3 separate regions of the Gasterosteus aculeatus genome follow, and regions 1 and 2 are each linked to region 3. A link is a contact called in public Hi-C data. All regions are on one chromosome and are shown on one strand. The core of a region is the stretch at or near the end of the contact, and the rest is flanking DNA. Distances in the headings are between cores, read along the strand shown.

Region 1 (4,451 bases), core at 462-2,961, 33 kb after region 3:
GTCCGAGGGGAGGAGATGTGCACGTGTGATTGTATGAATGTACATTTGCAGAGGAGCAAACAACCACAACTGGGATTTCTTTGTTTTGGTCCATGGTGACCGTATTTGATAGAGGGGGAAAATCAGAAAACCTCTTGTTAAAAGGAAACCACTACATCAAAAAGCTGACAGGAAAACAGCTATAAAAAAATGTGGTTTGAGTTGATCATAAACGTACCTAATTAAGAGAGTTATTTGCGGATCACGATTTCCTGTCCCGAGGCTACGATGTCGACAGTCTGCATTATTCAATCTGTGGACCGCAAATACGTTCACCACGGCACTCCAGGCAAACCAACCAATAATTGCATCATGAAAACGGAACGGCAAATTACAATTTGGAAATTCACTGGGACGGAGAAAAAAAAAAAAAAAAAAGTTATTTCTTCGAAGCTCTTTTCCAGCAGATCATCTTTTGGTAGCACAGCATTCAAATGTAACATGATGCTTTTTCTTTTCTTAAATGACTGTCTTCGTATATTTTAAAAAGGTACACAGGCAGTCTGAGTCTGACGATTACATAAGTTTGTGGTTTGATAAACCGAAAACTACAGCTATGAATCCATCAAACTGCTCTATGGTATATATTGGATATATGCGTTTATGGTATATCTTTATTCTGTGTAATATTCCTAAGCTCTCAAACCAAAAGGAGGTCATTCTGAGATAGAAAAGCGATAGAGATAGACAAGCGCATTCGGTCCCCCCCATCACGGATCCCCTGCTCCTCTCCATCTTTCCTGCCGACAGAGTGGTGGCATAGACGCTTGGGGGCGAGAGGGGTAGTTGTCCGACCCCTCCCTCCCATCCCCTCCATGGTGTTTATCCACTAATTGGGCCACTTCCTGAGGCAGAGGCCAAACAGGGAAGGGAGGAATGTATGGCAAAAGGCCACTCAGACAAGCTAGCGTCAGGGTTACGGGGGGGTGGAGGGGGGGGGTAAGGTTGCAAAGAGATTAAACAGCGGCAAAAGATTGAGAATTAAACAGATGGACAGCTGTTTTCTTTATATTTCGCTCGGGGCGGAGGGGGGGGGGGGGGGGGCACACTGACATTTCATATTCCACATGAGCACTACCTGGCGCAGCAGACCAGCAGCTCACTATTGGGCCCTGCGACGTGTGCCTGGCGACGCAGCAGCCCCCCCCCCCCACCCACCCCCCCATACAAAACGCCCGCTTTAACGGGGAGCAAATGCACATAAGTCATTGGCCTGACAAATGGGAGGGTTCCCGCTCGTCCGGCTGACCGTCGATGCGCTCTGCTGCGTTTGATGTGCTGGCCCTTTGAAGCCGGCCTGCGGGGTCTATTGGTGTTTTCCTGGGGTTAGAAGTTGAGCCCCCCCCCCCCCACAGCATTTAGGACTGTTAAAGGATGCCAGATGAAGATTCCACAGTCCCATGACACCTCCGCACGCCCCCCACGCGGGCTACCGGTACCAATCACAACGAGGAATACGCCGCCATGCGCCCGCTCGCTCGCTCGCTGGATACGAGGATCACACCGTTCCGAAAAGATAAAGAGCGTTGAGGGAGGAAAAAAAAAAAAAAGCCCGCTGAACAAAGGTCACATGGTGGCCATTTGGACATTGACGGAGTGGAATGCAGCTGGCTCCAGCGGGAATGACTGTGAAGGAACAGGCCGGGCCAATCAAGGAAGGAGGAGGAGGGGCTGGTCGAGACAGACACAAACGCTTTCCTGTTGTCCTAAATAGCAGCGGCCAGGGGAGCGCCATCCCCACTAAACTTCCTGCCCTCCGAGCACAGGGGGGGGCGGCCAGACGCTGACTACACTCCGAAGGAGGTGTATTTTGGTCACGTTGAACAAGGATAGGGACTTTCTCTGGGGCGTGCCGTGCTGTCTAAATGCCAAGAAGAACACAAAGAAATGGCAGGTCATTGCTGGAACGTTTGGTCCTTTTTACGCATATTTTGCAAAACGTATTTAAACTAAATGTCGGCATGCACGACGGATACATCAAAATCCGATTCACTGGCCAGTTACTGGTAAAAAAAAAAGCGTGGTTTTGACCTTGGACTTCTGAAAGTATGTCGTTCTCACTCAAGGAGTCACACGCACTAAATTTCACAGTAGGTAACATTTTATGGCCGATATTTCAGCTCTTCTGCTTCACGCCCCGTTTATGGACTAATTCCTAAATTTCAAAGACACATTCCTTCAAAATGATATCATGCTCTTCAAGAGAAATTGAGAACCAGTCCAAGATTGGAGAAATGTGAGGCAGATAGAGCCCAAGTATTGGCGGTAGTTTTTAGATGAGCTGAGTGAGATTACTGTATCTGAAAAGTTGTGGTTGGGCGTCTGGAAGGCGGGCGGGACGCAGCGGGACAAAGACAGGCCATTTGGATCGAAAAATGCCGGAGGTGCGTGAGCGTTGGGGCCGCCGTCCCCGGTCCAATGGCAGATGTGATGCCGCGGTCCGCAGGTGGCGTGCAACAGGCCCGGTCCTGGCCGATGGCCCTACAAAACAGGATGTCTGAAACTCCCCAGGCTTGGGACTTCCTCTCCCACAGCGGCCCAGAGTTCAGCCAGCTCCCAGCCCGGAGGAACGCATTAAAGAATCTGGCACGTGAAACAGTCTGCTGCTCACCCCCCCCCCCCTTCTTCCTTTCTCTGGCTGGGACCCCTCTTTGACTATTTAAAACTACAGAAATAGTCCCCCTGGTGCATTTCCAGAGGAAAGAGCTCTTTTTATTCCTGCCTGGTTTTGCGTCAGCGAGGGCGTCGATAGTGCGCCCTCCGCGCCGCGAATGGGACGCGGCCTTGGCGGACAACGTGCCAAATGAGATCCAATGTGCAAAAAACAAAAAAGAATAGACATGATCCACAAACACTTCCTGTTTGTTAGAAGATAACCTGCTGTGCGTTGTAATATCGCTGGGCTTGTAAACTGCAAAAAGAAATGGCATGGACTTGAATGAATACCCCTCCCAGGACAGGGAGGGGTAAGTTCTGCTGGCACTTCTTCTCTGAAGCTTTTTAGGGCCTCGCAGCTGTGGAGGCTGTGTTCACAAGCCTGAGCTGCGTTAATACCATTAGCAAAGATAGATGAAAGATAGATTTGCCTTTGAAGGAGTGGATGAAGCGAAGAGGAGGGGGGGAAATAAGAAAAAAAAGTGGCCACATTAGAGAGAAAGAGCAGTCTGCTGGGGGCTAAAGGGCAGGCTGGGAGGGCTAGTATCCCTTGGCCCTTTGCAGGCAGGCTCCGCTTCTCCAATTACCCCCACCACCCCCTCCGTACCACCCACCCATTTGGATCACAGTGACTTCATTAAGATGGCACGCAGTTTCGCCAATGTGGTTCCAATCGAGGCCCAAACTGTATAGAAACCCCACAGGAAATGCAGCTGGGTGACAGACTGTCCAAAAATAAAGAGGGATGCAGAGAGCAAGTGTGTGTGTGTGTAAAATAAAACACATGTGAGGCGACGCAGGAGGGTTGGGGGGGGGGGGGGGGGGGGGGGGGGGGGGGGGGCATGATTAACGATGCCGACACTTTGAAGACAGGAAGACACCTGGCGACCATCTCGTCTCCGTGGGCGCTGGACAGACGGTAATGCTTTGGCGTGTAGGAATTAGGCCCTACGCATCTCCAGGCTTTAGCACGGAACCGCTGGCCAGATGGGGAATAAGCCGGGGGGGGGGGGGGATTGCGGGAGACTCAGCGAATGAGACGCGACTGCCGTCTCTCTCCGCCGCCCGCACGGGCGCCTCCGTTGGCTCCCAGGGTGATGGATAGCATGCTAGCCCGTGAGCTAGTTCACTTCCCTTATTGACTGTGATGGCGTTAAACGCCTCCCACACCGCCGCGCTCGGGAGGACTAATGAAGTGAACGGGGCTGTGTGTATTTTCCAGAAAGGATACTGTACACTTCCTGCCTTTGGCGATCCACAAACAGCCATTGTTGTATCGCGCCTCGCAAACAAACAAGGGGCGCCGAGAAAGGCTTGTGTTTGCATGACCTTAAATATACAAAAGTGGTGCCTGACATACTGGAAATATGAGTTCTGTGGTAAACATCCTTGTTTAAGAGCCCTATCTTTTAGGAAAATACAAGGATGTTTAAGTCTAATGAACAATTTCACCTCGGTGAACAACCGCCTTCCCTCCAGCTTTTGAGTTTGAACTTTACAGGCTACATACAACGATTTCCTGTCATTTCTTTCCCATGAAACAGGAAAAAAATGTCCCTGAAAATTGTATTTTATCAACCCCCCCCCACATACACACCGATAAACACATTGTAAAATGTCACCTTCCCAATGTAACAAAGGCTTGACAGGAAAAGTGGCGACAGAAAGCCCGATGTGGGGCTGAGAGGGGCCCAAGGGCTTCGGGGCGACGGAGGACGAGGCTCCGGCTCGGGGGTGCTACACCAAACGAGCGGGTG
Region 2 (4,191 bases), core at 1,629-4,128, 54 kb before region 3:
AAATAAATAATAAAGTGTGTGTGGTGACACGAGTGACAAACTTTTCCAAGAATAAGAACGTCAGTCATTGGCTTTCTCACAATTTATACGTGATTATGTTTTGGAAGTTGTACATTATATTGTGTGTATTGTATTCATGAGACCATATTTGTTGTTTCTTTTAGCTGGGATGATATTCAACAACCCAGTTTGTTAATGTCATCGGGGGAAAAAACTATGGAGCACATGGAGGGTGGATTTATTATGAGGAGTAAAGTTTGATAATATTTCATATAATACAATTAAGAATATATATATTATGCATAGAAAAACAGATTTTTCCGTCGTCTGCGAAATGAGTCACAATTATACCAGAAAAAAACCTATTCGCTATTCATCAATCATTCATTTATTACTCTGTGTTGATATTTATAAAACTACACAGAAAGAATGTGAAAGTCTTGAGTCCAACACCAATTTAAGGCTAATCCAAATTTTTTGTTTGTGAGTGATCTGAGAGAATATCCCATATTCGTGTAGTAAATGTAGTACTTTGATCTGCAGGAGCATTCAAACAGTATCTGTATCTGTTATGGAGGCGCTTCAGAGTACTCGGGTTACAGTTCTTCATTTTCTGATTGTTCCTTGATTTAAAACCTCAACGACCACAAACGACCGTTTGGCCGTGAGTCTAATGAGATAAAACCCTGCCAGTCAAATCCTCAGCGGACACAGGAGGCCTGTGCGTGGACAGAGAGACAGACGCAGGCAGTGTGACGTCAAATAAACATTTCATTGAGGGCGAGAGAAAGACGGGCAGTCAGGAGACGGACGAGACGACGGCAGCTGTGCGGCCGGGCGGGACAGCTGTGGTCTTCTGGAATGTTCTGTCATTTCCCTTTTGACCTAAACCAAAGTCCGTACGTCCACGGAGAGCCGCCTGCCGGCCCGTCCACCTCCACAGCGGGCCTTTTGTGTGCGCCTGTCGTCCCCCGACCCCTTTATAGTCTCGCAATATTGGTTTAGGAACAAAGGCGGCTGCTTAATTCACTGGAGCACCTTTGCCAATAAAGCGGCCGGGCGCCTCCTCGCTGCGTGCGGCGGCCCGGCGCCGCGTGTTGCCGTTTTCATTGTGTCACCACCGCCGGAGACAAATGAGAAGTTACCAGATGGAGCCTGAAAGCGAAGGTAGGGAATAATACAGCACGTCGCCGACGGGGGGGGGGTCCGGCAAACGGTGTTTGCAGTGGATTCAGAGCTCAAACTGGAGGATTCTTTCAATTTGGTTTGATGTAGCAGGTTGTGTCCACGCGGGGAAAGCAGCTTCATTCATCAGGTTTTCATATATAAAGACCAAAACACATCCAAGAGTCGACCTATATATCGCTTTTCAAGACAAACCTCCAACGCAGGTGAACTTCATTTCTAAGCGTGCTCGATGAGTTTTGAGAAAAAGCACCAGGGTTTTGGGTTGATACGAGCATGTCTGTTGGATAAAAGAACTTGTTGCGTGATGTTACACATTGGTTAAGGACATTAACACAATCGTCCACCCGACCTCATCCCTGTCTCAGTCTTCATAGCATGCCCGTTTCATAATGGCGTGCGGGTGGCTCACGCGCAGAAGCTAATGTGGAGTTTGGAGCCAAGAAACACTTTAAGGGAACCCGTGAGCCAGACAGCAGAAACCCAAAGTGTTCCCTTGTCCTTTAAGCATTCTTAACTTACCAGATGTGTTGATGCTCTTTGCTCAAACAAGCGCATGATCCAAGTTTGGACACAGCGAATGTGGCAGCAGCTTCCTAGCAATAGTGATTGGCAACTTGTGTGTAACCTCTGCTGGTGAGTTTGTGTCTTTAGGCGTGCGTTTGTGTACTGTGAGTAACTCGGTGTCAGTAAGGTCATCAGCAGGGTGACAGTATTGAGCATTTGGACACTGACGACAGGCCGGTGAAAGCTGAACTGTCAACAGCAGCTAGTTACCGGAGCTGTTGACCTTCTCTTTTCACTCTTCATCATAAGACAACCGTACGGGTGTTGGAGGATGATCACACTTTTGTTCTGCAACGGAACATTTGATCTGCCGCTTTTACTCAAACGGATTTATGCCCAAGATGCTTCTTTGCAGTTTGATTCGAGTAGAGTTGCTTTAGAACAGCTGTGACGATCTGTCTTTCTCTTAGTGCTCATTGTTTATTCACAGTTTGCTGGATGCAAAGCGTTTTGGCCTTGTGATGGCACTGTTGTCTAACTGTTACTATAAAAAAAATAACAGAAAAGGCTAGAAAAGTGCACTGGTTTGAGTGCAGATCTTTGCCAGGTGGGGGTTTCCTTAAGGTTTAATCACGCCCCCTTACAGACGAGACCACGGCGAATATATCCAACATGGGAACTGAACATTAGGGTATCACAACATATCAGTCACGGAGGTAATCTGCTTCAAATTGAGACCAAACCACAGTTTCTGAAAGACAACAAAAGTGCCTCTTGCCACTTTAGGGATTGACGACCTCCACCCCCCCGATTGGCAGTTAAAAAGGAGTCAAGGGCTGAATGTTTGTCTGAATGGTCCAGTTGTAAGCCACATCAGCCTGTGGACAGACGGGTGCACACGGAAGACATCAACTCTCCACCGGCTTCGGCTGGTGGTGAAATATGTTTTTTTTAGCTCGCTGTCATATTGTCAGTTACTGACACGAACGACCTAGTTCGTGCTGCGGTCGGCTGCCAACTCACGAGAAGTCACGTGGAGCCGCACGTGGAAGATGCACGAGGTGCCGCGAAACAGACCTGGGGATTTGGAAAATCCTCAACGTGAGTTGAACTGATGTTGCTGGGGACGCAGGCATCCCTCTTCGGGCCTCCGCTTCCTCTCTGCTGCTAAACCTGTTACATGGCTGCGGGGTGACACGCGTCATCGACGGCAGCCAGTTTGACGGGCCCTGACACTCGGAGTGCTTTGAGGATCAAGATGACGGTTCCCCGACGAGAAGCTTTCACTGTTGTGGGGGAGCGAGAACATGAACAAAAAAAAAAAAAAAGAAAAGCTGCCGGCTGTCGAAGGCTGTAAATGTAATTTTGTTTCACCTCCCCGAGTTTTCAAAATCAAAGCTTTTTGAACCGCGTCCAAAACCAGCATGTTTGGCCCTGCCACGAGGAAAGACAGCCATGTTATTTATTCCTTAGCTAGAGGTTATACTTAGCGAGGTGTTGAGGGCGCTTCGCATGCCACACCGGGGGGGGGGGGCCCCTCCGCAGCGACGGGCCTCTCCGCCGCCGCCGCCACGCCGCGTTTTCGGGCCTCGGCCGCCGTTGATTGCTGCAGCCGGGAATGCAAACGAGTGCTGCTCGTCAGCCGGGCTCGTGCCCGCTGGCATCTCATCAGCCTGTCACGTTGATGAAATACGCCGCATGTCGAGAGATTGACCAATTTCCATTTCAACTTTTAAACTTTGTCTGGCTCCAGCTAATGATGTAAGAGTTAAATCGAGCATTAAAGTCGTCGAGAGGCTGCAACAAAAACCACCAACAGACTCCGATACGTTTCCTGAATTCCTGCACTTATAAGGTCAAGAGCAGCTTGCTAAGCAGGGATTGACAGAGCATTCGTCTTATGGAGATCTGTGAAGGATGGGCCGTATTTTCTGGGTGGATGCTGATTAATAATAGTTTATATTTGATTCAACAACACTACTAAAACAAATAATTACACATGGCTGTGGTCATGGGTGTAGTTATTGACCTCTAGCAAATATGAGGCTTTTGCTTCTTCAGCCAGTTGAGCCTTCAAGTTTTTTTTTAAAATCTACGTCAATAAGATCACAAAAAAACCAACAATCGATTCCTTTTGTTACCAGTGACGACTTGGGCCTTTCACTCAGGCGTTTGAGGTGAAGTACTGAACTGCGGACTCCACCCCGGTTGGGAAACCAACCAAAAACAAGAACCTCGAGTTCCTCGAAAGTGTCCTCGGTTGCTCCTACATTGCAAAAGAGCCCGGCATCAACAATCTTCTCAAAACTCAACTCAAAGGCATTTATATAAGTGTTAACCGTAATAACAACGTGTGGACATGTGCAGAACTTCTCACAACAGAATAACAAAGTGTAACATTGCACAATCTGCTCCTTCCTTCACCGACCTGTGAAGTTTGATCCAAAATTAAGGCCTGCAGTTATCTGCCCCCCCCCTCCCCCTCCTCCTCTCTCTCTC
Region 3 (4,272 bases), core at 1,226-3,725:
CGGGCGGGGGGCGAGCGGGCCAGGAGCCCCTGTTCGGAGGAGGCGCTGCTGTTGCTCCCTGAACTAGCGGCACTTCCTGTGCTAGTGGAGCGGCTGAGCCCCGGGGCCCGGGACCCGCCGTACTGCTGTCCCCCGCCCGCCGCCACCACCACGCCGCCGCCGGCCTGGTGGTGGTGGTGGTGGTGGTGGTGGCCGCCTGACGGCCGGCGCTCATAGTTGTTGTTCACATTGACGAGGATGACCTCGTGAGTCCTCTCCTGCTTGTCCTGGGGCCTGGGGGCCACGCGGGGCGCAGGGGGCCTCCGCGCCACCGAGGGCCCCTCGGTGTACTCGTTGTTGGAGCGGATGGCCTTGATTTGGTCCAGGGAGAGAATGGCGGCATGCTGGAGCTCCCGCTCGTAATCCGACCTCTGTCGGCTCTCTAGGGAAGGCTGCTGGATCACCACTAATGAACCGCCGGGGCCATGTTGACTTTGGAGCTCCATCTGGGGGGATCACCACTTCCGACATTCACCGTGGACTTGGCATGCATCGGAAAACCTGCCAGAGAGGGGGGGGGGGAGACAAAGGAGAGGCAGGGAGGGAGGGAGGGGACATGGTCAGACGGAGCCAACATGCTGATGGAAGAGGGGTGAACATTCAAATTCAAAGTGTTAGCATCAAGGCTGCTTCTAAACAACACCGGGACGATTCCGCAGGAGTAGAAAACGCAACGCAGTTTGAAGTCAAATGAGCAATACCAGAGCTGTTTGAGGGCACGTTGACCCGGAATGGTTGTTGTCCTGTCAAGATGACAAAATGACACTTTTGATCCCGTTAAATGAGGCAACCCGGCAGAGAAAGAAAGTTGACTATTAAACAAGTACTTTTTCGTAGCTTCCTCCCCAATATGCACACATCTAAACTTCAGTGGGACCTACAAACACGTCCCCTCCTCATTTACATGTGTATGACTAGTTAACATTTAAATGCACCGCGGCGACGAGATGAGAACGCGATCCAAGGGAACTAAATGAGCTGCCGCACTTAGTATTCTATTACTGCGCCAAGAAGGGGACAAAAGTAGCGCAAAAAATAGAGAAGGAAACTAAGGTCAGATCAAGTTCCGACAGAATACGGACTTTGCCTGATGAACGATCGGAGCACGCCGCGACTTCTTGGAGCGCATTTGAGGTATTTTTTTTATCTTCACCCCGTAAACACGATTAATAATGTGGGGTCTGAGCCTTCGTAGACACGCGTCAAACCTCCCAGAGAAAAGTGAGAAAAAAATAAATAATCTATTTTGCCCAACAACAAAAACAACAACTATTAATTGTGAATAGCGAGAGAAGTGCGCACGAACCACCTTGCTATCCGCACAGGGCGCGTTCACGGGATCCTATGAAGACGCGCGCAGCCGGAGATAAGGAGACATTGGAGGACGCGTCCGCGCGGACGGGGACAACTTATGAATGAAAACAAGCGCCGTGGGGGGAAGGGTGTTCGTTACGGCGCGAGGACGCGTCCGCGGAGAGTCATTTAAACCCACAGCGGGGGGTCGGCGCGGTGGGGGCGGGTGGGGGGGTGTAACAGAAATGTCCGTGTCAAACACACCAACACGTCACGCAAAGTGGTTGGATCGTTGCAGCGGTGTGAAAACAAAAAAAAAAAAGAAGTTAATCGCTACAGCGGCGCAAACTGCGGCGCTGCGTGCGCTGTTAGCGCTTAATAAGACGTCACATTACACGTTAAAACAGGGCTGAAACAGTGCGGGAGACACGTACCTATGTGCAACCATCCATAACGTCGAATCCATCAACCAAGCAGCTGCAAAAACTCCATCCACCACGGAAAAGGGACAACGTCCAGACGGAGACTACGAAGTCTGGTGCATAACGTTCACCGCCGGTTAATCCAAGTAGGAGCGTATCCCTTCGCGGTATTCCCTTATCACTACTAGTGTGGTTCTCTTCTCGTGGTCTTAGTTCAGCGCGGGTTGCGCGTGCAATTCGTCCCAGAATAAAACCAAGTAAATCCACGATGGAGCTCTGGGAGGAAGGAACCCGGACTGCGCACTTGCGGGGAGGGGGGGGGGAGAGGCCGTTTTGTAGGCGACCTACTTATAGAGGAGTCCCGCAGGAACAGACAACAAATAATACTAATATTAATTCAAATAAAATTTGAAAAAAAAACGTTGTCGGAGAAGTCAGGCGCGCGCGTGTAGATTCCAAGACGTCGTCCGGCTTCGAGGAGCCGCGGTGGACCTCGCGTGTTTGTCGCGGGGAAACTGCGCTGGCGCAACAACACAGGGGGGGGGGAAAAACCCAGCAGCAGCAGCAGCAGCGTCGTTGCGCTCACTTCGGCTCCGCGGGCCCGTTCAGCTCTGAATGAATGGGGACGCACGGCTCGGTGTTGGCTCCGCAGGGCCGACTCCCATTGGCCACCGCGTCCACTGAAAAAGGATACATCGCATCCGCTCCTGATTCATTGGGCAGATGTGGACGGAGACGTGCGCGCGCTTTAAGGTGGAACGGCTTCTCCTCCTTTCTTTTTGCCCCCCCCTTCGGTCGCCTCGGCTGCTTTGCCGACTTGTGGGTTATGAATAACCATGTGAACGAGGTGCATGTGACGGGGGGGGGGGGGGGCATTTATTTACGTCAAGACAAACAACATTAAAAACCCAGTTTTTGTACATTTTACATTAGTTTGAAGCGTTTGTCTGCTCAGTTGTATGTAATTATAAGCATTTAACAGATATAAATACAAGCATTACACCAACATAGAGAAACAGAGGTATTGTGATGCGTATTGTCGTATGTTCAACACAACTCAATAGAAATATAATGAATACAAACCATGAAATAAACCAAAGAGCCTAATTGTAATTTAAGGCTGGCTTGAACTAAAACGCAGCGCATTTCCAAAACGTTGCTGTGGATATTTTATTAACATGGTTTGTATCCAGGGCCCTGAAGGCATCTCAACTTTAAGTTACCAACACGTGAAGCCCCGCAAAGCTGACTCAATTAAAAGACCCCCGCTGGTGCTGGAACCACACTGTCTGCCGTCAAGACCATTCAGTGAGTGTGTGTGTGTGTGTGTGTGTGTGTGTGTGTGTGTGTGTGTGTGTGTGTGTGTGTGTGTGTGTGTGTGTGTGTGTGGAGAGGGGGGGGTGTTATCACCCGGATGTCTTTGGATGTTATGCATTGAAGTTTGCAATCAAATGTTCCACGATAACTGAGATAAGGATGTTTCCTCATCACTTGAAGAGACGCCCGGTGGTTTGAGGGTTTAGCCCGGGTCCACCTTAAGAAAAAAAGCAGCCCTGCAGGGGAAAGACTCCCCCCTCTCCTCTCCCCCTCCCCACCTCCCCCTCCTCTGTTCCTGACTGTCTGGTTTGATTGGTGTCGCGGATGCGCCACATCCGGATCCATGAGAAAAGGAAGTTCAATACAAAGTCAATTTATCCCTTTCAAATGGAAAAATCAATGGATGAATGACCTCCAGTGTCTCCTCGGGTCAGCACATGCTTTAAAGAAAGAAAAGGAAAAAGGGGCACCGAGGTGCGGTGAGCGGCTCTGTGCCCTTTTAGAACGCAGCTCGTTGGGGATGAAGCAGAGCCGGTAGACCGACAGATGGCCGCCCGGATCCCCGCTCTTAGTGGTCGGAAGTGCGGACGGAAATCTCACGATTGCAGCAATTATGTGATTTTCCACGGATGGAGGTGATGGACGCACCGGCCGCGGATGGGTTGTTTCCTGTGGAGCAGCAGTTCCCCGAACTGGTTTCGGAGCGCATTCGAGATTATTGAAGGAGGTGCAGCGGTTTTCCAGATAAAGTCCACTGTTTAATGCCGTATACATATAATAACAATTATTTTGTGATGGGGATTATTTAAGCAATAATGGAATGGTTGCAATTACTCATTCGTCTCCTTGAGAAAAAAAAATTAAAAACTAACAAATATCCCAAAGTGGCACCAACACAACATTATATTTATTGTGCTGATCAGCTCATTTGTGACTTATCTTTATGCCGTGGCGCTATTTCACTGTTAAAAACAAGGCAAACAACTGAATATACACAATGCATTTATTACATACATGTTGTTCCATCTACAATTACAAAAAAAGAAGTAATGTTCAACACACAGAATTCTTTATTTCACACAAGAAAGCCGCCCCTCGAGTCAGAAGAAGCTCAGGCCGCTCCGCCGCTGCTGATAGCTGATATACGACTGGATGAGAGAGTCGGGGATCCGGGGCTCCACCGTCCTCAGGGCGCTTTCAA

The links. A called contact is a pair of places that touch in the nucleus more often than the background predicts.
Region 1: a contact with region 3 is called in a Hi-C map of skeletal muscle, with 5 times the contacts expected there. The contact joins the enhancer-like site here to the promoter of spry1 in region 3. A contact is called at or near these places in 3 of 6 Hi-C or Micro-C datasets (skeletal muscle and tail fin).
Region 2: a Hi-C map of liver shows a contact between it and region 3, with 4 times the contacts expected there. The contact joins the enhancer-like site here to the promoter of spry1 in region 3. A contact is called at or near these places in 5 of 6 Hi-C or Micro-C datasets (liver, skeletal muscle, tail fin and 1 more).

The regions. Positions count from the first base shown.
Region 1 is chr4:3,433,376-3,437,826 of fGasAcu3.hap1.1, reverse strand. The region is part of intron 15 of afg2a (AAA ATPase AFG2A); the gene reads right to left. Among protein-coding and RNA genes, the nearest start is that of LOC144406281, 16 kb to the right of the region's middle. Within about 2 kb of position 1,711, at least 1 of the 9 cell types and tissues checked has open chromatin away from gene starts, as enhancers often do.
Region 2 is chr4:3,522,603-3,526,793 of fGasAcu3.hap1.1, reverse strand. No RefSeq gene overlaps it. Among protein-coding and RNA genes, the nearest start is that of spry1, 55 kb to the right of the region's middle. Within about 2 kb of position 2,878, at least 4 of the 9 cell types and tissues checked have open chromatin away from gene starts, as enhancers often do. A contact at or near this core is called in liver, where this site is marked.
Region 3 is chr4:3,467,800-3,472,071 of fGasAcu3.hap1.1, reverse strand. spry1 (sprouty homolog 1, antagonist of FGF signaling (Drosophila)) reads right to left here and starts at 2,475. Exons shown (of 2, transcript XM_040174903.2): 1 at 1,767-2,475; 2 at 1-540. The coding sequence starts at 485. afg2a (AAA ATPase AFG2A) reads right to left here. Exons shown (of 17, transcript XM_040173649.2): 17 at 4,057-4,272. The coding sequence ends at 4,172.